Linked DNA regions of Sus scrofa: region 1 is linked to region 2. Evidence: chromatin contacts called from public HiChIP or PLAC-seq data. All regions are on one chromosome and are shown on one strand. Each heading gives the region's core, a stretch centred on a gene start, on an enhancer-like site or on the middle of the called end of the contact. The rest is flanking DNA. Distances are from core to core; before and after follow the strand shown.

Region 1 (6,959 bases), core at 512-3,011, 140 kb before region 2:
GCCTCCACACCTCCAGTGTCCACCCCTGGGCCTGGTCACCAGCATCTTTGGCCTGGACCATTGCTGTCACCTCCTCCCTGACTGGTCCATTCTCCACACACAGTCAGGGGGGTTCTTTCAGAATCTGGGTCAGAATATGCTGACGTGCTCAGGACCCTCTGTGGTCCCCATCTGTCGCAGCGGAAAGCCTGGGTCTTCCTAGGACGTGCAAGGCCCTCCAAGATCTGGCCCCCTCTCTGCCCTCACTGTCTCCCACGCTGCCCCTCGCTCACAGTGGCCCGGCCACACCAGCTTCCCCATCATCCTCACATGTGCCGGGCACAATCCAGCCTCGGGGCCTTTGCACTTGCCGCTTTCCTCTGCCGGGAAGGCTCTTCCTCAGATATCCCCGTTGCTCAAGCCCTCATCTCTTTCAAGTTTGTCCTCAAATATTTGCTCAGCGAGGCCTGCCCTGGCCCTGCTCCCGCATTAGACCTGTACTTCTCTGAGACACTCCATCTCCCTTTCCTGGTTTATTTTTCTTCTTAGCACTCATGCTAAGGAGACACATCTGAAATACAATATATTCAATCTACCTGTTAACGTGTATCCCCGGCTGCCCCCAACTCCAAAATGTCAGCAGGAGCAGGTTTTGGACATAAGTGGGAGCGGCCTCTTAGCACTTGCTGAGGCCTGGACACTGTTCCAGGGACTCCAGACCCAGCAGAGCGAACCACTGGGTCCCTGACTTCTCTCGACACTTCAGCCTCATGGAATTGAATCCAGCGCCGCCAGGAACCGAGCAGGAAACTTTGAACCAGTGAGGGCATGGCTCCTCGGCCTTAGTTTCCCCATCTGTGAATGGGAAGGCAATCCCTCCCTCCCAAGGCTTTTGTGAGGCTCAATGAGCAAATGTCTCGGAAGCATCTGGCACCCTGTGGGCCCTCCCTTAGAGCTCTGTCCCCGCTGTCCAGCCTCCGTGCTGGCTGTCCCCCAGGGAACTGTCCTGTGAGCGTTATTTTTAACCGTGGCTCCGGCGGGCTGGGCAGCGGCTCTGCAGGCGGAGGGAGACCACAGGACCAGCCACATCCCGGTTCTCCCCTGACTCCGGGAGACTGCGGCGTGGAAACATCAGGGGAGGCCGCCCTGTGTTCATACTCTGCCCCGTAACCCTTTATGTGAAATTATGTCATGTCACCCGATGCTGTTTACAAACTTAGCGCTGACCTTTCTCAAGCAGGGCGCTGGGGGAAGGGGCTACAGCCCAGTCTCCCCACTGCTCCACCTCTACCAGGAATGGTTGGTGGCCCCTCCTGTTAGCCCACATTTCCACGGAGCAAAGTTGGGGGGCTGGCCTCTGGCCAGACTTTGCCCGTTTGTTTTAACAACTCCGAGTGCTCGCAGCTGACCAGCCCTGGGGTATTTTTAAACCCTGGCCTGGGCCAACCTCTTTGTCACATTCTGGTCGGGCTTGGATTGAACACATGTCCCAGTTCGGGTAGCTGAGGCTCGGGAGTCGTTTGACAACAAACATTTAACCAAATTCCAGGACCTGTGAGCCTACTGTGTGCCGGGCTCTATAGCAGGAACAGAAGGCTCAGAGGGCCTAAGTCACAGAGCCTGTCCTCAAGGTGGCCTCAATCCAGAGGGGACACTGTGACACATGCTAGAATGGAGGCTAAGACAGCAATTACAACTCAAATACCTACAGGGCCAGCGGGTTATGTAAATGAATGAAGGGGGCCTGGTGTGTGGCGACTGGGAGGGGTGGGGCCGCGCCGAGCTGGCAAGCTCACGGCCTGTCTGAAGGGGGCGGCCGCTCCTCAGCTCTGACCTCTGTCGTCACAAGGGAATCCAGCCCAGCGTGCCCAGAGCTTCTGAATTTCCAAGAGAAGCTGCAAATCCAGATTTATGTGGAATTTCATGCAAAAGTCTCATGACTTTTAAATGCTGGCAATAAATTTTTTAAAAATGTTAAAAACATCCTGAGAGCCAAATGAAACCCGTTTGTGGGCTGCACTCAGCACAAGGAGTCAAGTTGATGGGGCAAACAGTTTGTGCTTTCTGATGCAAACAGATGCATTATAAAATGTTTGGCAAATACAAGCTGAGCACCTACTATGGGCTCCTTCTACTGTTCCAGAGCCGAAGAAGCAGCAGGAACCAAGATGGACCATATCCCTGTCCTCATCTGCGTGTATCCAGTGATGTGTTGGGGCTGGCTGGTACGAGCTGGCAAATTCTGCAAGCTGGTTTCTACACAGCCATCATTAAAAATTAAATTATTTGATCTTACATTTAAATAAATGATAATACAAATAAAGGTAAGAACTGCGTGAAACTCATCTCTACACTTCGAACTTAGTTTTCTCTGTTCTTGCGATTACTGACGTCTATTGCACTATGGTACATCCCACCACAGCGCACGGCGGAAACAGCGTATGACAACATGACACTGGACACCTCAGCTCCACGTCCAGTGCAGTCGTGCTGTGGGTGCTTGAAATCGGCCATGGTGGGTGTATTTACGCCACAGAAACTGGCAGATGTAATCAGAGCTCCCCGCTTGCCGAGTGCCAAACATTTAGCAGCATATTAGATTAAAACAAATATACGAAAGAAACCTATGTAATAGGTCAGATGTCAGATAATAACAACAACAACAAAGGAACATAAAGTAGGTAGAGGATTAGGTGGCAATAGAGGGGATTATTTTATATGGGCAGGTCATGGAAGTCTTCTCTGAGGAGATGATATTTGAGCAGAGACCTGAATGAAGGGGCAGAATGAACCAGACAGATATCTGGCAGAAGACGCCTCAGGCAAAGGGAATAGCAGGTTTCTGCCTAGGGACAAGAACAAGCTTTCTAGCTCAGCAACAGGGAGGGGGCAAATGTGGCAGGAGCAGAGTGAGGGAGGGAAGTGGGGTAGGGGTGAGTTTGGGGAGGTGGGCAAAGGTCAGGTCATATAAGGTCTCACAGGCCATGGTGAGGAGGCGGATTTTTATTTTAAGAGGAATGGGGAGCTCTAGAGGGTCTAGCAGGTGTCTGACAGGACTTCATTCATCTTTTTTTTTTTTTTTTTTGCCATTTCTTGGGCCCCTCCCGCGGCATATGGAGGTTCCCAGGCTAAGAGTCGAATCAGAGCTGTAGCCGCCGGCCTAGGCCAGAGACACAGCAACGCGGGATCCGAGCCGCATCTGCAACCTACACCACAGCTCACGGCAACGCCGGATCCTTAACCCTCTGAACAAGGCCAGGGATCGAACCCGCAACCTCATGGTTCTTAGTCGGATTCGTTAACCACTGTGCCACGACGGGAACTCCTCATTCATCTTTTAAAAAGGTGCCTCCTACTGCGATGGGTGGAGTGGAGTAAAGGTGCGAGCTGGCAGACTAGGGAGAAGACAACTGTCACAGTCCAAGCAGGTGAGGATGGTGGCTACCTGCCTGACGTGGCGACTAAAAAGGTGGAACGAGAATATGGATTCAGGATGTATTTGGCAGTTGAGTTGACAGGACTTCTGGTGGATGGGATGTGTGGAGTGAGGCAACAGAATCAAATGTGGCTCCTAGGTTTGTCCTGAGCATCTGGGCGAGGGGTGGCACCATTTGCTAAGAAGGGGAGGGGCTGGGATTTTAGAAAGGGAAATAGGAGGTTCTTTTTGGTGACATTTGAGAGGTCTGTGTGACACCCATGTGGAGGTGTCAACTCACCAGTTGGGTATCAGAGTCTTGCCAGTTGGAGCACAAGGTAGCTCTAGAAGCAGTGTTTCTTTGTTGCCATGGCAACCCCAGGCCAGGGGGACCAAACTGCTGGAAGGCTAGGAGGGGGTTCTGGGAAGGCCACACAGAGAAGGAGTTGTGAAGTGTAAGGTGGCTAACGGAGCGATGGCATCCCGGGGGAGGGCAGAGCAGGGACAAAGGCCTTCCCGGGGGAGGGCAGAGCACGGGAAGCACAGCCTTGGTGGAGGATGGCGTGAGAAGTGGTCCAGGGGTGGAAGAGAAGGCTAGAAAGGCAGAAAGGCAGACCTCTCAAAGGGCTGCTTCTTCCCGTGGAAGGAGGCTGGCACGTACCCTCAGGGCACTGGGGAGAAGCAGGTTCAGGACACAAAGATCACCTTAGGAAGGAAACACCGCATCCACTTCTGGCCTTAGGCTGCACAGGTGGAGCAGCCTCCTGCCCTCCCCTTCCCACCAGGCCCCCAGCACCCTGCCTCCAGCAAAATGTCCCTCCAAGTCAGCCCAGAACATCTGCCAGCCCAGCTAGTTTCTTGCAGAACTTTTGCAAAAGAACAAAATAACCTTAAGAAGAGGGGGAAAGGTCAAGGGAATATTCTGGGATTTTTTTTTCTTTTTTCTTTTCTTTTTGGCCGAGTCTACAGCCTGTGGACATTCCCTGGGCCAAAGATCGAAATTGTGCCACCGCAGTGACCCGAGCCACAGCAGCAACGATGCCAGATCTTTAAGCCCCTGAGCCACCAAAGGAATTCCCAAAGGAATGTTCTAGAACCTTTGGTTTATGGATTCTCATCAGGGGGAGGGGCCAGGAGGTCCCTTCCCGAGACTGAGGGATGACTGAGGTGAACACAGCACAGCGGGAACTCAGGTGTTTACAGGACCTTTGTAGCCAATCTCGTAAGTACAGACGTGGGGGACGTGGGGTGTGACCCTGGGGTTCAGGGCCTGCCCTGTCCCCTGTCCTTCAGATCTGAGTTCAAAGACAAGTTTTTCTGCTTCATATTTGCAGTGTGATCTTGAGCAAGTCTTATCTTCCTGAGCCTCAATTTCCTTATCTGTTCAAAGGGATAACAGTGGCACCTGTAACAGTGTCTCTCCCCAGCCTCCTGGAATTGTTGGGGGATGAAAAGAGATAAAACAGATCAATCATTGAGCCCAGAGCCTAGCTCGTGCCCAAACTCTCGGTCAGTGTCAGCTGTCAATCATTATTTGCAAAGTTACTATAAATTACTGAGCACTCCTGTATGCCAGGCTGGGCGGTATACATCCTCTCTACTTTAAGCCTCATTTCTCCCTGTGAGGGACGGTTATTATTGACTCCATTTTAAACACAGAGAAACTGAGCCTCTGAGAGCTGACTTGGTTTTCCAAAGGTAAAGTTGTCATACAGGAACACAGATGGGCTTTGAACCTGCGTCTGACCTCATTCTTGTATTGTTTCTGGGTTCTGCCTCCTGTGAATCGAATCAGGCTCCAGGGTTTGAGGAAACAGTCACCCACATGACCGCCAGTATCTCTGCACTCCAGGAGGGACGCCTGCCTTTCCTGGAGCCAGCCAGCTCAGGATACACCCTGGGCCTGGGGTGTGGACAGGCCACGGGTGATGGCTGCCCCGCTGCAGTGCAGGGCGGAGAGGAGCAGAGCCACCCTCAGCCCTTCTGCGGCCTTCCTCTTGAATCAGGAGTCCAGCTGGGCACCCGTGTCCCATCAATAAACGTGCCCCAAAATAGCTCACTGGGCCTGGCCAGGGCGAGAGGACCAGGACGTCCTGTTCCCACCGGCTCTGGCCAGAGAATGACCGTGTATTGGCCTTCCCCTTTAGAGGCTACTAGAAGGGAGGGCAGTGCTCATCCTGCCTTATGGGAATGAGCTGAGCCCCCGGACACTAATACCCCCAACCTGGGATGCTGTGATGCTTCCCAAATGCACTGCTGATGAAATTGGGCCAATGGCTTTTATCTTAGTGGACAGTCTCCTGCGGAGGTTCAAAGCTGGAGTGCTGGAGTCTGACTGGTGTGAGTTCAAATTCTGACCTTGACTTTAGCCATTTCCTAGCTGTGTGACTTTTGGCAAGTGACTTTCCTTCTCTGAGCCTTTGTTTTCTCAACTGGAATATGGGGCTAAACATTTATTTCATAGGGTTGTTGTTGTGCTTTAGTGAGTTTGTATTTACACAAAACAGGTTGTAGACTTGGAAGTTTTATTTATCTGTTCCTCTCCCTCATCCCTGCAACATGAGCTTCACTAGGCAGGAAGCTTGGTGGTTTAATGATGAACATCAAGGCCCATGGAGGTGCTCATGGCTATTTGTTGAATAAATGGGATGAGGGAATGAATGAATGAATGGAAACGCCAGGCACATAGCAAGTGCTCAAAAATGCTTAGCGCTTCTCACTGTCTTAATGTGCCTTTGAAAAAAGAGAAACTCAAAGATCAAATGTGACTCACAAACAGGATTGGCCAAGATGTGGAGAAAGTTAAAGTGAGTCAAAGGAGAGAAAGACAAATGCTACACACAGAAGAACTGGAGGGATCTGGAGGGGCAAAGCCAGGGCCTGTGGCTCCTGGAAGCTGGGGAACATGGGGACAGTGGGCCCTGGTTCTGGAGTTCTGAGACGAGGGTGCTGGGAGTACCCGCCTCTAGGCATGACATCTGACCTCCCGGGTCATCGCTGTGAACGTGCATGTGAGGGTGCCAGGGCCTCCTCCATCTGAAGAGCTGACTGCAGGGGGAAGAAGTGGACAGGTTGGGCAGCTCCTAATAATCTCAGCAGCAGCACTGATTCACGCCCATGCAGCCAGCCCCATGCAGGCCCTGATCTTTGTGTGCAGCTACTACTATTGCTCCCACTTTACAGAGGAGGACACCGAGGCCCAGATGTGGGCTGCCCAAGGCTGCAGGACAGTGAGCGGTCAAGCCCTCCCACCGCACTCCAGCCAAATGAGACCCCAAACCATCCCTGAGCCCACGGGCTCCTCTCTGCGGGGTCCTCCGGAGCATTCCCTCCTTTGGAACACTCTGCCCAGTCTTCTCTCTGGGCCAGTGTCACACTTCCTCGGGCCCCTCCTTGGGGCAGCCTCCCCACCTCCCAGCTCCTGATGCCTCTTGCTAAGCTGTGACAGTTGTATATCCACCTGTTCTCAGGCTCTTAGGGGCAGTGGAGGGTCTGCATTTTCTCTGGTACACAGTCTCCAGCCCATAGCGGGCACTGCTGGAAACTGGGGAACAAACACACTCTT
Region 2 (7,064 bases), core at 4,311-6,810:
CATCTATTGAATATTTTCTTTATGTGGCACATAATGTGGACGAGCTTGGCACTGTTCTCTACACTAGCCCTCTGAGGGAGACTTTCTTCTCACATACCCTTTCAATGGGTAAGAACCTGAGACCAGAGAGGTCCAGCGCCCCGCCTGAAGTCACACAGAGATGTGATAAAGCTGAAATTTAACCCAGCAGTCTAACTCAGGCACTGCACTGCTCCCTAGACAGTCTCTCCTGCCCCCAGACCTTTGCTCTGGCTGCCCCTTCTGCCCAGGCCACATTCTCACCATCTCCCCTACGAGAAATCACCCCCAATACAGCCTCCTCTAAAGCCTGCCCTCACTCCACGAAGGCCCCCTGGAGGCCTTTCCACGTGGCAAACAAGGTGGTGGGTGAGGGACTGGGCATTCCTGTCCCTGTCCTACAGACTCCTCAAAGGCAGAGCCTGGGCCTTTATTCATCCTGGTAAAAAGAAAGGAAGAGAACAAGCATTTTCTGAGTCCTCCCTGTGCACCCACTACTCACGAATTTTCACAACTCAGTGAGGTGAGTTTATCCCCATTTCCCAGAAGAGTAAACAGAGGCAAGGAAGCGAGGAGGCCCATGACCCTGCACCACCTCATGCCCCCTCGGCTAAAGGAATGAGGGGCACGGTCTCTGGGTGGGAAGGGGGCTCCAAGTGTCTCTGAGCCTCCGTTTGCCTAGTTATGACTTGAGACCTGCCTCTCGGGGCTGCCGGGAGAAGTGAGGCACAGACAGACTTGTTCACCTGGGGCGCAGCCAGCGGGAAACACCCCACAGGCTGGCGGTGATTATTACCGCTCTCATTACTGCTATCACCACGACACGCCCCCTGGGAGGACTGGAACCCCTGTATGCGGTCCTTCCTGTAATGAAACCCTCCTGCCAAGGCCTCAGCCAGGGACCCTGATGGCTCATTTAATTATAATCTTTGGGGAAAAGCTACTAGGGGAGCTGCCTGTGTGGCTGCAGCCTACCGAGGGGTAACTTGACGCCCCTCAGCAGTCCGGCCTCCAGGCCTTTGTCTGAGTCCTGGCCAGATTATTCTCCTGTTTTTCTAACCCCAAACCCGAGCTGGCATGAACTCAATGCTCTGCATTGTCCTGGGAGCAGGCCCCCCAGGCCCCCAGGGCTGGGCCTCATCCTTCCTCCAGCTGGGGAGCCGGCCCCCAGGAGGCGTCGCAGGGGAAATCAGAGACCCAGCAGGCCCACTGGGGCTGCCTCCTGTGTGCCCGTCCTAGGCTTCTTGCATGTCACTTCACCAAACCTTCACAGCTTCCCTGCACGGAGGGGCTCACACTGTGCCCATTTTCCAGATAGACAGTCTGAGCCCTGGAGAGTCGAATCATCCCTCAAGTGGATGCAGGGGGAAGTGGCAGAGGCCAGGTCAGCCTGAATCAGGACCCCTTCCCAGGCGGGGGCCTGGGCACCCCGGACCCTCAGCTGGAGCCAGATATCAGGAGGCCTCTGAAGGTGTTACCTCCCATCAACAGGAAGCTCCTCCTGTGAACTCCACAGAGCAGAGAGGGAGGAAACCTGAACCACGGGGCAGAGAACACCATGGCTAAAGGGCTGGGATTTTCCCCCAAACTGCTCCAAGTTCAAGTCCCGCTCCAGGCCCTGCCTTGCACAAAGCCTTGCTTCTCTCCAAACCTTGCTTTGCTGAGTGGTAAAATGAGGTGGGGAGGGCATTCAGGCTCTCAGCTGTGTGGAACCCTTAGCAGGTTAAGTGCTCAATTAACAGGTACTTAAAAACCAGAGCTTTAAAGTGACAAAGGTTACCAGCAGGCACAAAGAAGCTGCAAAGGGGAACTAAGTGTGAGGACCACCCTACACACACACACACACACACACACACACACACACACACCCCTTGTCACTCACACCCCACGGGCCGGAATTGACGTCAGAGCAACCCCAAGGGCTACTATGGACTCAAGATGACCACTGGTGAGGAGGGAGGAAGAAAGTGATGCATGTGTCCCCTTTTGTTCCCTCCAGATCTCCTCTTTCCCCCCCTTAATCTGTGCCTGGGGAGCTGACCTGTGTGAATGCCACCAGCCCCACTCTCAGCTTCCCGTGGGGCTCTCTGAATGGAGGCACCGCCAGAGACAGGAGGGAGAGAGGAGAGTTGGGACAGCTCGGTCCCCCAGATGAAGGTCTCTCTCTGCAGCCCATCCTGGCAAACATCAGCTCGCTGCTGAGGCCAGCCCCACTCTGCACCTTTCCTCACTAATTCCATTAACCCTGCCCACACTTTTGAAAAGACTCTCTTTATTAAACCCTCTCCACGGTGCTCCATTTGAGAGGAGCTTATTTCCTGCCAGACCCTGACTGTCGCAGATCTGAAATAAACACAGCAAAATGCTTAAGATTTGACAAAGCCAGGTAATGAGGACCTGAGGCTCATTTTACTGGGCCGTTGAAATATTTTCTAGGAAAGAACAAGACAGCAGAGAGAAAGCAAGCTCAGCAGCCAGGAAGCCCAGCCTCTCTGGGATCCTGGGTGCACGCCCTAAGGTCAGTGGAGGTCACAGGGTCCACACTCACCCACTTCTCTCTCCCTCTGGGCCCCTTCCCACTTTCAACTTGGCTTGCACCTCCCTGCAGGAAATGGGAACCATATGTGGAGATCACTGCAGAGGGGCCCCCAAGCAGGTCCACTGCGCCCCTCACAGGGAAGGGTCTGGCTCCCACCCACGGTCCCAGCCAGGGGTGGCAGCACTGAGGAAATCTGGCTCCAATGAAACGTGGCAATTGGGGGTCGGTGGGGACTCTGGAGAACACACTCCTGGGAGTATCCTCTTCTCTTCCTACCTCGGTTTCTCTATCTCATCAGAAAATGTTCAAACCTTTTTGCAGAGAATAGTTTGGGTGTTTTTTGTTTTGTTTTGTTTTAATATCAACATACACAATGGCTCAATCTCTAACTTGTCACACATGCCTAAATGGAATTATTTTGTGTGCACTCTTTCGCCTTGGCGTCCGGCCTTTTTTTTTTTTGCTTTGCTTTTCCTTCTCTGCAAAAGCCTTCTCTCTCCCCATGTTGACAGCTGAGACTGGGTTCTTGCATGAAAATCCTATGTAGACTCTGGCTGGTCAACAGATGTCTTTATCATTTCTTTTACAAATCAGGATCACAGCATATATCCTTCTCAGGATCTTGCTTTTCTCATTCAAGAATACCCACACAAAACAAGAACCTGTGCTCAAGTGTTCATAGCAGCATTATTCATAATTGCCAAAAGGTGAAAACACGTAAATGTCCATCAACAGATGAGTGGATAAACATAATATGGTGTGTCCACACAATAGAACACTATTTGGCCATAAAAAAGGAATGAGGTACTGATACATGCCACATGAACCTCAAAAAAATTATGCTAATTGAAAAGCCAGACACAAAAGGTCACGTATTATATGATTCCATTTATACAAAATGTCCAGAATAGATAAACCCATAGAGACAGAAAGAAGATTAGTGGTTGCCAGAATCTGAGAGGAGGCTGGGACGAGGAGTAATTTGTTTGGGGAGTTCCCCTCGTGGCTCAATGGTTAACAAATTGACTAGTATCCATGAGGACAGAGGTTCAATCCCTGGCCTTGCTCAGTGGGTTAAGGATCTGGCGTTGCCGTGAGCTGTGGTGTAGGTCACAGACACAGCTCGGATCCGGCGTTGCTGTGGCTATGGTGTAGGCCGGCAGCTGTAGCTCCAATTCAACCCCTAGCCTGGGAACCTCCATATGCTGTGGATACAGCCCTAAAAAGCAAAAACAAAAACAAAACAAACCAAAAAAAGGAGTGACTTGTTTGGGTAGGGGTCTCTTTTAGAGTGATAAAAATGTTTTGGAACTATACAGACATGATGGTTGCACAACATAATGAATGTACTAAATGTCACTGAATTGTATACTTTAAAATTGTTAATTAATTAATGATTAAATGATTACTTTTGTTTTGTGAATTCCATCTTAATTTTTAAACTATAAAAAATATGAATGTATATATTCCTCCCTTTTAGAACAAAGGTAAATACTACATACGCTGTATTTTCCCTTGAATTGTTTAAGTTAAAAATCAACCCTAGGGGAATAAATATCTGTGTAATTAAGAACGTTTAAAAACCAACAAAAAAGACTGACCACACAAGGTGCCTGGGAAAACCATGAGCCATTCTTTTTAACAGCTGCATAATAGTCCACAGAGTGGCCAGAGCAGAATGGAGTCACCCATTTCCCCAAAATGATGAATGATGAGTTTTTTATTTTGGTTCTTCCCCATCCCCCTTTTTTACACACAGGATTTTATTTCACCCTTGCTCCAATTCCAAATATTCTCTCATGTTTCAGGTAAGAAAACTTAGGCCTAGAAAGAAGAAATTCAGAAAGTGACTGAGCCAGAACTCCAAATCAGGCCCTTGTGACCCCAAAGCCATGTAGCCCAGGCTCACTCCTTGCTGGCAATACAGCAGGGAACTATACTGACCAAGGGACCTGCCATTGTAGTGGGGGAGACAGATGAGAAACGAGATGAATCAGTAACATGTGTGGCCTACTCCCAGGTCTCAAGGTTATAGGAAGAACTAAAGGAGGGACGGGGAGAAGGGGTACTGAGGAGGTTAAAATTTTAAGTAGGGCAGTCAGGGAAGCTCTCACAGAAGGTAACATCTGGTCAAAGACATGAAAGTGGTGAGGGAATACCACTTGAGTCTTTCATCCATTTTTGGGGAACAGTATCCAGAGCAGAGGGAACAGCAAGTGCTAAGTCTTGGAGGCAAGGAGCTGGGTGCTACTGGGGCATGAAGGAAAAGAGGCAAGGTCAGGCCATGGAGAGCTTGTAGTCCAACTGAGGAGAGCTGGGCTTTATTGTGAGAATAATGGGGAGTCATGCAAGAGTTTATAGCAAGGCAAATTGGAGATTAGGTCTGGGGTGGGAAAAGCTCCCTCTGGATTCTCCAGATGGGGCAGCAGGAGCAGGAGAGCCTATCAATGGTGGCTCAGGCCAGGAGGGGTTGTCATGGAGATGGAGATGGAGAAAAGCTATCTGGTGCTGAAGAGCTGGTCCAGGGGCTAGGAAGAGGCCCTGCTCACCTCCCTTCTACCTAGACACCCTTGAATTTAATCACCCTTGGAGGAAGCCAGCTCTCAGCCTCTGCAGAGAAAGTGCCAAGAGAGGAAGGAGAACTTTGCTGACTCATGGGCCTGGGCCTCCCAACTTCCCTTGGGGGGCAGGGGTGGAGGAAGGGGGGAATCTTAGCTCAAATGATGGGATAGGGAGGCTGTGGCAGCTGAGAGCAAATAAATAAAGTAATTACAACTGTGCTAAGTGATGGAAAGTGGTTAACAGGGTGACCTAGCGTATGGGGGTGTCATCAGGGAGGGCTTCATGGAGGAGGCAGTGTTTAAGCCAGAATCAGAACAAGTAGGAGTTTAACTAGACCAAGACAGAAGGAAGAGCGTCCCAAACAGATGGAACAGCACCTGCCAAGGCCCTGAGACTGGAAGCAGCCTAATGAGTTCAAGATTCTAGACGGGAGGCCTGGCTGGGTAAAAAGAGCCCTGTGTGGCGAGCCCAGGATAGATAGTGACCTAAGCCAGGGAACACACCCAGCCTGGTCCCTCTCATGGTCAACTCCTGGCAAAAGATTGCTCCGGCTGCCATAGAGGCTGCACTGGTGAAGATCCCCCCATCCATAAACTTCTCTGAGCATCACCACAAGCCAATAAAATAATAGGCAGGTTTGGAAGAGAAATAAAGGAGGTCCCAGAAATTGTAAGGAAGATGGGGCCCAGAGAGATTATTGACTTTGACAAGTCACACAACGAAAAGGTTGCTAAGAGCTTCCACGCCCAGCTCCAGCCTCCCTGGGTCCATCCCTGCTCCTCACTGGACCACAGAACAGCTCAACCTTGTCACACTTGGAGGGAACCCTTCAGTGGGGCAGATGGCAGAAAAGCCATTTACAGCAGCAGCTGGGCCAGTACCCACAGAGGCTAAGGGAGGGGGAGGATGGAGAGGAGGGACAAGCGGAGACACAGAAAGAGAGACAGAGGACAACGGTAAACAGAGAGGAAGGGGAGGAGAGGAGAGGAGAGGAGAGAGGAGGAAGATAGGAGAGAGACATACAGAGGAAGACAGAGATGAAAACACTTGGAGAGACAGAGAGAGGGGAGAGACAGTGAGAGGGAGGGGCTCAAGACTGAGCCAGACAGAGGAAGACACAGAGACAGAAGGAAACAGAGAGACAGAGAGGTGAACTGAGCAGGGCTGGAGGTCGGGGGGCAGGTGGACTCCAGAACCTCTGAGTCTCAGTGCCTCGAAGTCTGCAACTCTCCACTGTTGGAATTTTAAGAAACTTGCAAAGATTCCAAGGTCTGATTTTAAAGCACCAACGCTCACTCATTTGCCAAACATACATCAGCGCACCTGCTGGATGCTGCATACCAATACTGTTCCAGGAACTGAGATAAAGCCCCCAGACCCAGCCTTCCTGGAGCTGACACCCTGAGGGGACACAGGTATCTTTTTAAAATTTTTTTTAATTACTCAATGAGTTTTATTACATTTATAGTTGTACAACGATCATTACAACCCTATTTTATAGCATTTCCATCCCAGACCCCCAGCCTGTCCCCCAACCCCCCAACCTGTCTCCTTTGGAAACCATAAGTTTTTCAAAGTCTGTGAGTCAGTATCTGTTCTGCAAAGAAGTTCATTGTGTCCTTTTTTTTGATTCCACATGTAAGTGACAGCATATGATGTTGGGGGACACGGGTATCTTCAAGTGAGCAGACCCATGAACATGTTCCTCCAGAGATGAAAGCGTTGGAGAGTGAAGATAGGGAGCCATAAGCAGGTGTCACAGGAGGCCCCACTCCCAGAGGGTGGACAGGGCAGGCTGCTGGGGGCCAGCTGACCCCTTGAGAGAGGGGGAGGAGCAGCCATGGGTATGGGGAGGGTATAGCAGTCAAAGTGCCGGAGCAGGATCCTGCACGGACAGAAAGGAGGCCAGCGTGCTGGAGCCGGTGTGGCAAGGGGGGTTCTGGGG

What was found. HiChIP or PLAC-seq counts read pairs in DNA pulled down with a chosen protein or histone mark.
Region 1: a contact with region 2 is called in an H3K27ac HiChIP or PLAC-seq map of skeletal muscle. The contact joins two enhancer-like sites. A contact is called at or near these places in 2 of 2 datasets of contacts at active chromatin or transcription factors (alveolar macrophages and skeletal muscle).

The regions. Positions count from the first base shown.
Region 1 is chr17:51,919,138-51,926,096 of Sscrofa11.1, reverse strand. The region is part of intron 1 of LOC110257431 (a long non-coding RNA gene); the gene reads right to left. Among named protein-coding and RNA genes, the nearest start is that of PTPN1, 94 kb to the left of the region's middle. Within about 2 kb of position 1,761, at least 29 of the 83 cell types and tissues checked have an H3K27ac peak or open chromatin away from gene starts, as enhancers often do. A contact at or near this core is called in skeletal muscle, where this site is marked.
Region 2 is chr17:51,786,642-51,793,705 of Sscrofa11.1, reverse strand. All of the region lies in intron 1 of LOC110257431 (a long non-coding RNA gene), which reads right to left. Among named protein-coding and RNA genes, the nearest start is that of CEBPB, 68 kb to the right of the region's middle. Within about 2 kb of position 5,560, at least 6 of the 83 cell types and tissues checked have an H3K27ac peak or open chromatin away from gene starts, as enhancers often do. A contact at or near this core is called in skeletal muscle, where this site is marked.